2 separate regions of the Mus musculus genome follow, and region 1 is linked to region 2. A link is a contact called in public Hi-C data. All regions are on one chromosome and are shown on one strand. Each heading gives the region's core, a stretch centred on a gene start, on an enhancer-like site or on the middle of the called end of the contact. The rest is flanking DNA. Distances are from core to core; before and after follow the strand shown.

Evidence for each region. A called contact is a pair of places that touch in the nucleus more often than the background predicts.
Region 1: a Hi-C map of liver shows a contact between it and region 2, with 2.5 times the contacts expected there. The contact joins two enhancer-like sites. A contact is called at or near these places in 1 of 39 promoter capture datasets (liver), 31 of 484 Hi-C or Micro-C datasets (the AML12 cell line, the C2C12 cell line, LSK cells and 13 more), 7 of 115 datasets of contacts at active chromatin or transcription factors (bone marrow-derived dendritic cells, embryonic stem cells, epiblast stem cells and 2 more) and 1 of 9 other capture datasets (embryonic stem cells).

What each region holds. Positions count from the first base shown.
Region 1 is chr6:24,347,161-24,352,177 of GRCm38.p6, forward strand. No RefSeq gene overlaps it. Among named protein-coding and RNA genes, the nearest start is that of Iqub, 170 kb to the right of the region's middle. Within about 2 kb of position 1,686, at least 48 of the 459 cell types and tissues checked have an H3K27ac peak or open chromatin away from gene starts, as enhancers often do. A contact at or near this core is called in liver and neural progenitor cells, where this site is marked.
Region 2 is chr6:24,043,903-24,048,924 of GRCm38.p6, forward strand. No RefSeq gene overlaps it. Among named protein-coding and RNA genes, the nearest start is that of Tas2r118, 76 kb to the left of the region's middle. Within about 2 kb of position 3,744, at least 23 of the 459 cell types and tissues checked have an H3K27ac peak or open chromatin away from gene starts, as enhancers often do. A contact at or near this core is called in liver and neural progenitor cells, where this site is marked.

The sequences.
Region 1 (5,017 bases), core at 436-2,935, 300 kb after region 2:
TCTCCAGTTTTGATTCATCAAGTGGCCTTCCAACATTGATCTGTCTTTGTAAAAATAATTTACTATACTATACATTATTTGCTTGCCTGTTAACATGGGCTTCTAATTGGCTTCTTGGCCATTGTTGTTAGAAATTAACCATTTTAAAATGTAAAATCTTTAATACTTGGACAAACTGAAAAACATACGACTTTTTGAATGTGTAAAAGAAAAGATTTGGTGATCAGAATCCAAAATGCTCTCCCTCTCCTTATCTCCTCCCACCCCCGCCATCTCTCTCTCTCTCTCTCTCTCCCTTTCTGTCTCTCTCTCCCTCTCTGTCTCTCTCTCCCCCTCTGTCTTTCTCTATCTTCCTTTCTCCTTCCTTCCCTCCCTCTCTCCTCCCCTCTCTCCTCCTTTCCATCCTATGTCCCTCCCTCTTTCCCTCCCTCTCTCCCCTCTCCCCTCCTTCTCAACCTTAGTTCTCCCTCCCCCTTGCCTTCCCTCCTCTGACTTCTAGCCATTTCCCAGTTACTTCAGCATTTTAACTTTCAAAATAAAACATGTTGACTTCCATCTCTTCCACCTACATATTTAGAATTAATTTATACTGTCCTAGATTCATGTTAGAAAGGATAAATAGCTCACATGTTTACATGAATGTTTTAAGAGAGTAAATTTGTGGTCCACTTAACTTGACTCAAAGGCAGCATTCTAGAGAGGAAAATGAACAACAGTCAACCAGTAAGGCAGAGAGCACCTCCCACAACCCCTGTGTCTGCAATAACAAGGATTCTGTAAAATGAAGAGATGTCAGCTTCCACAGCACAAACAGGGATTATATCTGGGGCACAAAGCCAGATTCCTCCTGGGGAGACAGAACGCGCTTAATCTGTAACCCCTTTACACATAACTCCGAAAACCTATGGCCAGTCATCTTTTAAAAAATTAAGGAATTTGAAGCCACATGATATTTTAATGGTTAGCTAAGCCAATTGCTTAACATTTCTCAGGAGAAAAGGCTTTGTCAGAGGCTTCAGGGTCTGCCTTGGTCGGAAAAACAAAATGAGAACAACTTGAGGTTAAAGGTCTTAGCTTTGATTCACAATTCTAGAGTCAGGCCGGAGGAGGTCAAAGAACTCTAGGCTGGGGAGGCGGTGTTTACAGCTAGCAAATGGAAATGAGATGGAAAAGTGCTGTTGAGAGCACTGGTTCCTGTTGAGCCCCGACCTCATTTGAGTCAGTTGGCTGCCCGCGCTACTTCCGCTACTTCCGGGAGCTCGCTAGCATTAATCAGCGGGGAGACACAGCTGTCTGGAGACACAGCTGTCTGATGTAAAAGCACCCTTCCGCCCTGAAGCATTTATAGTTGCAGTACATGCTAAGCCAGGTTAGCAGTCCTCAGGGAAGGACTCCTCTGCCCAAATGCAAATTAATCCAGCAGCTTCTATCACTCTGTCTCCTAGGAGTAATCTAGAACTATGCAACTGTCTGTCCAGGGCTTTCTATAGGCCCGCCTTCCTTCCTACAATAATGTTTACAAAGGCATGACGCTCCTTCCGTTCATACTCATGATTCCATCCCTTCGAAGCACTTTAACCACATTTAAATAATGGACTTAAGTAAGCATAATTGACCTTAAATTAGCTGCTGTTGTCGTCAAATTGTCAGCATTGTCCCCAGTCTTTCTAAGAAGTCAATATATTGAGTTTCCCTGCTGTTTGCGGGTCATGCATCTAGCTGTTAGGGGTAGAGGGAAAGACATCACAACACTGTCTACGCTGTTGAGCAACAAATTCCAACAGCTGGAAAAAATGTGGAAATGCACTAAGCCATCCCAATTGACAAGACTAAAAAAATAAAATCTCCCACAAGAAAGAGCTGAGAAACAAGCTAACAAGGACCCTTTCTTTACCCTTAGAGATTTATTTTTAAGTTATTTGTTTTTGTTTTGTTTTGTTTGTTGTTTGTTTAAAAAAGGCTTCTGGAGAATCGCTATCTTGTGGCAAAATTTGAACAAGCATTTCTTCGTTTTAATATCTTACTCAAAGAATCTTCTCCATACCAGGTAAATATTTGGTGAAAAATGGCTTCTGTGCGTGTGCAAATGGAGTTGATAACAGTCTTCCAAAGTGCCTTTTGATACCTTTAGAATAAACGAAATATAGGTTATCATTTAAACGGCACTAAAGATTGTAATTTTATTTGGGAAATGGGTTCGTTTCTTACCCTTTCCTTCTACAAATAAGATTTAATTAGCCCACTCCATTCATCAAAAATAAAGTAGAGCATGGGAGAACAAGCAGAGGGCAAGTTGTTTGCTGGGACGACTCAGTGCACACGTTCTGTGATGGGTAACCGTAAAACTTTAAAGTACAACCCTTTTTTTGTATGTGTGTTTGTACTAGGGTAAACTAATGTCTGAGTCAAATTGGTGTCAAATGTATTGAAGTCAGTAGGAGTTAAGGAGTAATTTCCTTACTGGTTAACTACGCGCCACCTTAGCATCTCCATATGTTAACAATGCATTGTCAGCAGCATGGGAGACCTTCTTGTAAGAACCCCTGGCTAGGTGCAAGCTACTCTTTCTTGCCTCTTTAGGACAGAATTGTCTGTCGAAGCTGCTTCATCCGATTGATTGGTAGCTGTGGCCTTTAAGTTTGGAAATGTTTTGAATATCCTCTTCTTCCTCAGTGGTTGTAATTGTAAATTTTAGGAACACAGGAGAACTGAGTGAATGTCAACGTAATAGACAAAGGACCCATGGGAGAATCCAACAAGGACTGCTTTGGGAACTTTGTGGAGAGGATGATAGTGGAGCTCATTCCTAAGGAATGGGTTCTTCTGTAAAGAACAGAATCGAGAAAAAAAAAAAAAAAGAATGGAGGAAGGGACTCGCAAGAATAGGAAATGTCTGGGCATAGTCGGAATTATAAGGGGATATTATTATTAATATTATTATTATTATTAGCAGGTTTATTGTATTGGGAAGCTGCTCTCAGGCCAGAAAGAGTTTACTGGCCCCAAGGACCAAGGTTAGGGAAGTGAGCATGGGGAAAGGGGGTGTGGGGTAGAGAAGGGAGAAAGAGAAAGGGCACACATGCAGAGGTAGAAGAGAAGGGGAGAGTCTTTCTTAATAACACTGTTTGGAAGCAGCTCAAGATGTGTCACTAAAGAGAGTATTGTATTTGAAACTCACATCGATGTTAAAAGACATTTTGATCACCTTTCATCCATATCTGAAAGCATTGTTGAAAATAAATAAATAAAAGAGGAATAAAGAAGAAAATAACCACAAACAGGAAGTCATTCGGCTCCAGAAATGTGTGTGGAGCTTTGGGGATGAGCCTTCTGGGTTCCCCGGTGGTGAGAGCCACCACAGTCCCTGGACATGCTCGGGAGAAAGTGTGGGAAGGTCTTTGGCTGCCTTCATCCTCTGAAATGGAGCTGATAACTCTCTGAAATGCGGTAATAATGGCAAATTAGTCTGTCTTGTTCCAAGTGATTTCAATATTATTTGGAGAGTTTTCAAATGCTTTTGAATTAAGAGAATGATTGCTACCCTGAATTTTAGGAGCTTTCAGAAAACTTGAAATACTTGTATTATTTTATAGCTGAAGTACTTTAAATCTTCCAGAATGTTATTTTATAAATGCTTGTATATATCAAAGTCTAAGTAAATGCTTAAACGGCGTTAGAGCCTCGATTTCTTCATTTTAGAAGGAATCAATGCGGACTACATATATAAATCATATATATTTTAAATGTCTAATAGCAGCGAATTATTATTGCATATTAGATTGTTATAATTAAATCTTATGGGGGGAACAATCCTTACAGCGTATGAATGTCACCATATGGAGAACTAAGTCTCAGCGCTGATCCCATTATAACTGGCTAGGTAGTGAGAGGGGAGGCTAAGCTATGCACAGTGCCTCAATCCTGACCTCTAGAGGCTGTTCTGAAAAACTGCAGAAGGCTACACCGTCGCAACAGCTGGGACTGTATTGTATAAAATCTCTCTATATGCACTAACCTGTCCCAGGTCACAGCAAGCACACAAGGGAATTATCTTATTGTAAACAAGATATTATTCTAGAAAGGAGAATTCCAAGCAGTTTTCATTATAATACAATCCTTAATTCCAGATGACTGGAATTTCTAACCTACTCAATTAGTATTTTATATGTTCCAGGCTCTAGAAGGAATGACAATTCATCATTTTCTTATTTCATCTTTGATGATAATTGGAAAGACCCTAAATTTTCCTTAATCTAACATGCAGGACTCATATCGAAATCTTCTCCCATTTTCACGTGTCCAATACAAGCCCTTTCTTGGAGAGCGCCGATTGACTTTAAAGATTGTGTACCACTGAGGGACATGATTGACTCGTGGTACTTCATGAAATTTCTCACCTTTAGATCCATAACATGGCAAAACACCAGCCTATAAATTGTAGCTAATTAAGTCAGTTTGCTCACCAACTAATTACTGGGATTTAATGAACATGAAGAAGTGTTACTCAGATCTTAGAGATCGTCCTTACAGTTGTGTCTCACGGACACCTGTGCGTATAGCCTGAAGATAACCTGCGTGCCACATTCTCTGTGCACAGGCTCTATGACTGTGACCCATCATATAAGGTCATGCTTCAGATGTCCCCGTTCTGTCTCATCAGCACCGAGCACACTTCAGACTCTAGAGTACTTCAGATTTCAGATGAACGATGGTCAACCTATATGGCTTACATGTTTTATTTTCAAGACGTCATCATTGACTTACCGGCACAGACACTTAATATAAGCCACTTTCCTTTTATCGCTTATGTTTAAAATATTTATTTACTTGTAAAAGTATTTCTGTCGTTTTATCTTTTTAAACTTGCTAATAAAGTTGTAAAAATAGTAAAGAGTTGTAAAATATTTTATAAAAAAGACTGTAATGTAAAGTGAATAAGTAAAAAGAATTAAATTTAATTTTAAAAGCTAAAAAAAAAACATGAAAACTAACATTAGTTATAAGGGATAGAGAAATG
Region 2 (5,022 bases), core at 2,494-4,993:
AGAGAGAGAGAGAGAGAGAGAGAGAGAGAGAGAGAGAGAGAAAGGAAGGACGGAAGGAAGGAAGGAAGGAAGGAAGGAAGGAAGGAAGGAAGGAAGGAAGGAAGGAAGGAAGAAAGAAAGAAAGACACTTTCCCCCCTGAAATGTATGTGAAATGGCTAGCCAGATAGGGAAGAAATACTAGCTATTCTCTTATTGTCAGAAAAGGGAGCAGAAGAATTTGGTTAGGCACACAATGTCAGTTCTTATCATCTTTTGTTATATTTCTGGATCCAATGTTGCTTGTATGTACCCTGGAAGATCTGATGAAATTTGGGTTGTCTTTAAATATATCACACAAAAAAACCCCACCCTGTTGTATACAGTCATCATTTCCAATTTCTTTTCTTTTTATTGAAAATAGATTATTGTCTCATAAAATGCACCTAATCCACAGTTTCTCCTCTCTCCTTTGCTCTTATCTCCCCGATACCTCCCACAACTCTCAAATACACCCCACCTTGTCAGAAAAGATGAGGTCTTCAAGAGTAAATAGGACAGACGAAGCAAGATACAAGATGATACAAAAGCTCATGAATCAAGGCTAGACAAGGCAACCCAACAGGAGGGAAAATGTTCCAAGAATACCAAATATACCAGAGACACACCTGCTCCAACTCTTAGGAGTCCCTCAAACACAACAAGTTGACAGCCATAATACATACACAGAGAACCTGGTACAGATCCATGCAGGCTCCAGTCTCTGTGAGCCCATGTGTGCCCTGCTTAATTGATTTAGTGGGCCATGTTTTCCTGCTGTCCTCCATCCCTTCTGATTCCTACTGTCTTTCCTCCCCATTTTCCATGGGGTTCCCCAATCTCTGAGGGAAGGAACATAATGGAGACCTCCAGTTTAGACACACTTGCTCCATATTTTCTGGCTGAGGGTCTCTGCACACACTCCCATCTCCCATCTGCTGACAGAGGAAGCTACTCAGATGATGAGTTCACAAGGTACCAATATTTGAGTATAGCAACACAGCATTAAGAGAATGATTTCATTGTTTTTGTTTTGTTTCTCCCTTAGGTCTCCGGGCTACCCAGTCTCTGGCCTTATAGGGTATGAGCTCCCTCTTGAGACATAGGCGTCAAGTTCAACCACACTTAATTTGGCCACTCCCATATATTCTGTACCAATCATTGCCCTGGCACATCTTGCAGGAAGAATATATTGTAAGTAGAGGGTCTTGTTCCTGGGTTGCTTTATTTCTCTTTCTGTAGCTTTCAGAGTACCTTGTTGCACCAAAGAAAGTAGAATGTTACATCTCCAAGCCTGTCTCAGCAGAATCTCTCTACGTTCAATTAACTGAGTGGAAGCTGTCCTCGGCAACAGGGGCAACCTTTTAGCATCTGTCTGGGTTGTTTAGGCATCTCCATGGAACCTCCTCAGCCAAGGACTCAACCAAATAGAACAGTCTCATCACTGGAAGTCTTGCCAGACTACAAAAGATAGGTATCATCTTTCCTAATTTCTATAAGCTATTATTGATAAGAAGACAAATGACTTAGATGATATCTGTGCATCTAAACTGGAATTACATTTGAGTCCATCCAGAGAATCAGAAAATAGTGACAGTGTTAATAATAGAATTTGTAAGTGTTAATTCTGAATTCTAACTATTACTATTACTATTACTTTTACAGTGAAGTGTAGTAGTAAGCTGGTCCACAGCTTACACGAACCGGGTATTCCTGGAAGGCAGGCTGGGGCTGAAAGAGAGAGACTAGATGGCGAGAGAAATAATGAAGCCAAGACAAATTTTCTCTGATCAAGGCCTGCAGTTTAATAAGAGACTGTGCTTAAAAGGGGGAAGGCCCATCCCCGTGCCCCCACCCCCACCCCGCCAGTCCATCCTTGGTGCCTTGTCGCCATGTTGTCAGCACTTGGTTGTCAGGCTGTTGCTTATTCAGGAATGTCTCAGGAAGAAAGGTTCAGCCTCTCGGCAGGTAGCAGCATCTTGGAGAAGAGCAGGGCAGTGTCCTTCAAAAGGAGCCAGCCAAGTCAGAAAGCTACACATGAGGTGGCCCCACCTCAGTGGAGACAAGGTCTGCACCAGCCCACTTCAGGCTGGGGGAGGCTACAGTGAAGGGTTCTGTTTTCCAACAATATAGTTACAGTCAACATCTCTTTCCTTACAGCACCAGCAAGGAAGCATTGTAGTACACATCAGTCAGATAAACGAGGTTATGCTGTGGTAGTAACATTCACACTAATTCCATGATTGCATTATAGATTTGTTTCTGTAACATATTTTGTGTTCACAAGAGGACATGTCAGAGTTACTCACGATCTTGGTTAAGGAAGGAACTGCTATCTCAATACAAGGCCGATAAGGAAGGAAGAGCAGGATGGGGAATTAGCTTCTTTTCCCTGCTAAAGTCTAGGGGTGACACGTGTCAATCTACTCAAATTTTTGTAACTAAGGGTATTAATGTGAGCATGCCCCACTCTAGTTTGCCACACAGGAAATGAGTATGTAGCATTTATCCCAGCATACTTATGATACTTAAAGAGCATATACAGAATCTAGAAGTAGAAACATTGACAAAGAGAATCCAACCAGTTACTTGGAAATGCATAATAATCCCATTTAAAGGAAGATATGTCAGTCAATCTGTCTTTCTGCATATTGTTGACACATAATCAATAAACCATTTATGTACACACTCAAGCATAACTCCATTAGGTCTATCAACGAGGACAGACTTGCCCTTGTGACTTGTGCCCTCCACATGTGACTATAAGCCATATCTAGCTTTACGACTCCTTAAAAATCAGTGATTTTAGTAGAAAAATGTCAGAACTCCTGCAGACAAGTTTACTGTTAGATAGTGTGTTTAAGGCTTAGTGACATCCTGCTGTGATACACAAATTTCTCCACAAAAAAATGAGTTGTCAGATGGTTTTACAACAGTAAACCACTACAGTGTTTTATAAGTTTTTCTCTAGATTCTGTTTCAAGCAGGGAAAGCCATTTGCCTCCCAAATCTAAGTATTAAAGCTAACATGAAGGTGAAATTCCTCCTTATGCTTAGATTTAGCTGCACAGAGATCAATAACATGTTAAAAAGTAGGAAGTGTGTTATTACCTGGAAAATGTTATCTACATTTTGTATTCAGAAGAAGCCAAGTGGACAAATATTACATAATGATTGCAGCAAAAGACTTTTGAGAAATAACCTTCTAACCCCCTCCCTACAACCCCCCTTCCCCCTCCACACACACACAGAGAATACTTTGTGGTTCTGAATTACATAACGATTCAATCATGTTGTCATCTAGTTGTAGGGCACAAGGCCAAGATCAACATTGTAATGCGGATCGGATCGCTGTGAGAATTGCCGTGAGAATCCCAAATGAAGAACACTGAGATGAAAATGACTAACAAGGTACTGATCTGTAGAGAGAATTCTGGACTTTTGGTTTCTTTTCTTTCTTTTGTTGTGGTTTTAGTTTTTTACTTTTTTTTTTTTTTTTTTTTTTACAGTTCAGTCATTAACACCCCCTCCCCCTTTCCCTCTGCCCTCCCACAGTTCCTCATACCATTCCTTCTTCCTCCTGTCTCCAAGAGGATGTTTGCCCACACCCTCACCCCACCCCACCCCAGCCAGGCCTTCCCACTGAGGCCTCAAGCCTCTTGAGGGCTAGGCGAATCTTCTCTCATTGAGGCTAGATCAGGCAGTCTTCCACTGTACATGTGTCTGAGGCCTCAGATCAGCTGATATAAGCTGCCTGGTTGGTAGTTCAGGGTCTGAGAGATCTCAGGGTCCAGGTTAGTTAAGACTGCCGGTCTTCCTATGGGGCCACCCTCCTCCTCAGCTTCTTCCAGCCTTTCCCTAATTTCTTTTAAAACAAAACAAAACAAAACAAAACAAAACAAAACAAAACAAAACAAAACAAAACCAGAAATATTGTAAGACTAGGCTTTTGCTTTAAGTTCATGTGTGGGGCTGCTTCATGTCAACTGACTGATTTGCCTCGTGCTCTAGAAGAGGCATAGTTTTGCCAGTTTCAGATAATTTCTGCAATTTTATAATATTTAGAATTCTGAGCATTTTTCAGGGGGCCTATAAGTGCTAGAGCCCTGATTGCAGGGGTTGGGGGCATTGGAATGAGATTATTGGTTGTTGGTTGTTCAGGTGGGAGCTAGTGGTTTGTTAGTAGTCATGTTCAAGAAGAAATTAGATTCAAAGATCTCTCCTCTCCTCTCCTCCCCTCCCCTCCCCTGCCCTCCCCCCTTTTCTCCTCTCCACCCCTCCCCTCCCCTCCCCTCCCCTCTCCTCTCTAACCCTGTATAGTTCTTTCTCTCATACTTAGAGATAGGGGATGAAACCAGGTGAGAGTGAGGGTAGAGTATAAAGGGTGGGAAGAAGAAGAACCCACACAATAGCAAAGAACAGCTTGCAAGCAAAGAAGAAACAAGAAGAAAGAACTTCGGTTCTCTCTCCCCTTTATCTTTCTTTTTCTCCTATGTATGTGATAGGGAGAAGCAACAGAGGTGTGTGTGGGGGGGTATGGATACAGGGTGGGGAAAAAAGAACCCACAGAGTAGTAAAAACCAGCTACACTGATTACTATACAGTAGCATGTGTATGAATACGCAGGTACTCATACATACACAAACGAATGGGTTCCTCACTTCCCTGCATTGAAGGACCAGGGCTCTTTACCTTCATGTTTTGAGGTCAGAAAGTCTCGTACAGGCTCTCCTGTGTACTGTTACCAGTAACTTTAAAGGTCTCTTTCCATGCTTGGGCACCTCTCCCTCCAACAGAGACAATAAAAATGTTTCCAGATATAAACAGATGCTGCATACATGGACAAATCAAATCTTTTTCTAGAACCATTGATTTAGCGGGAGGTAAAAGATCCGGAAGCACACCCACAGGTTAGGTTAAAGAAAATATTATAAAAGAATGAAATATTTTTTTAAGTGATTGTTTACTTTGAAGTAGATAGGCGGGTACAAATATTTATGAGGAAG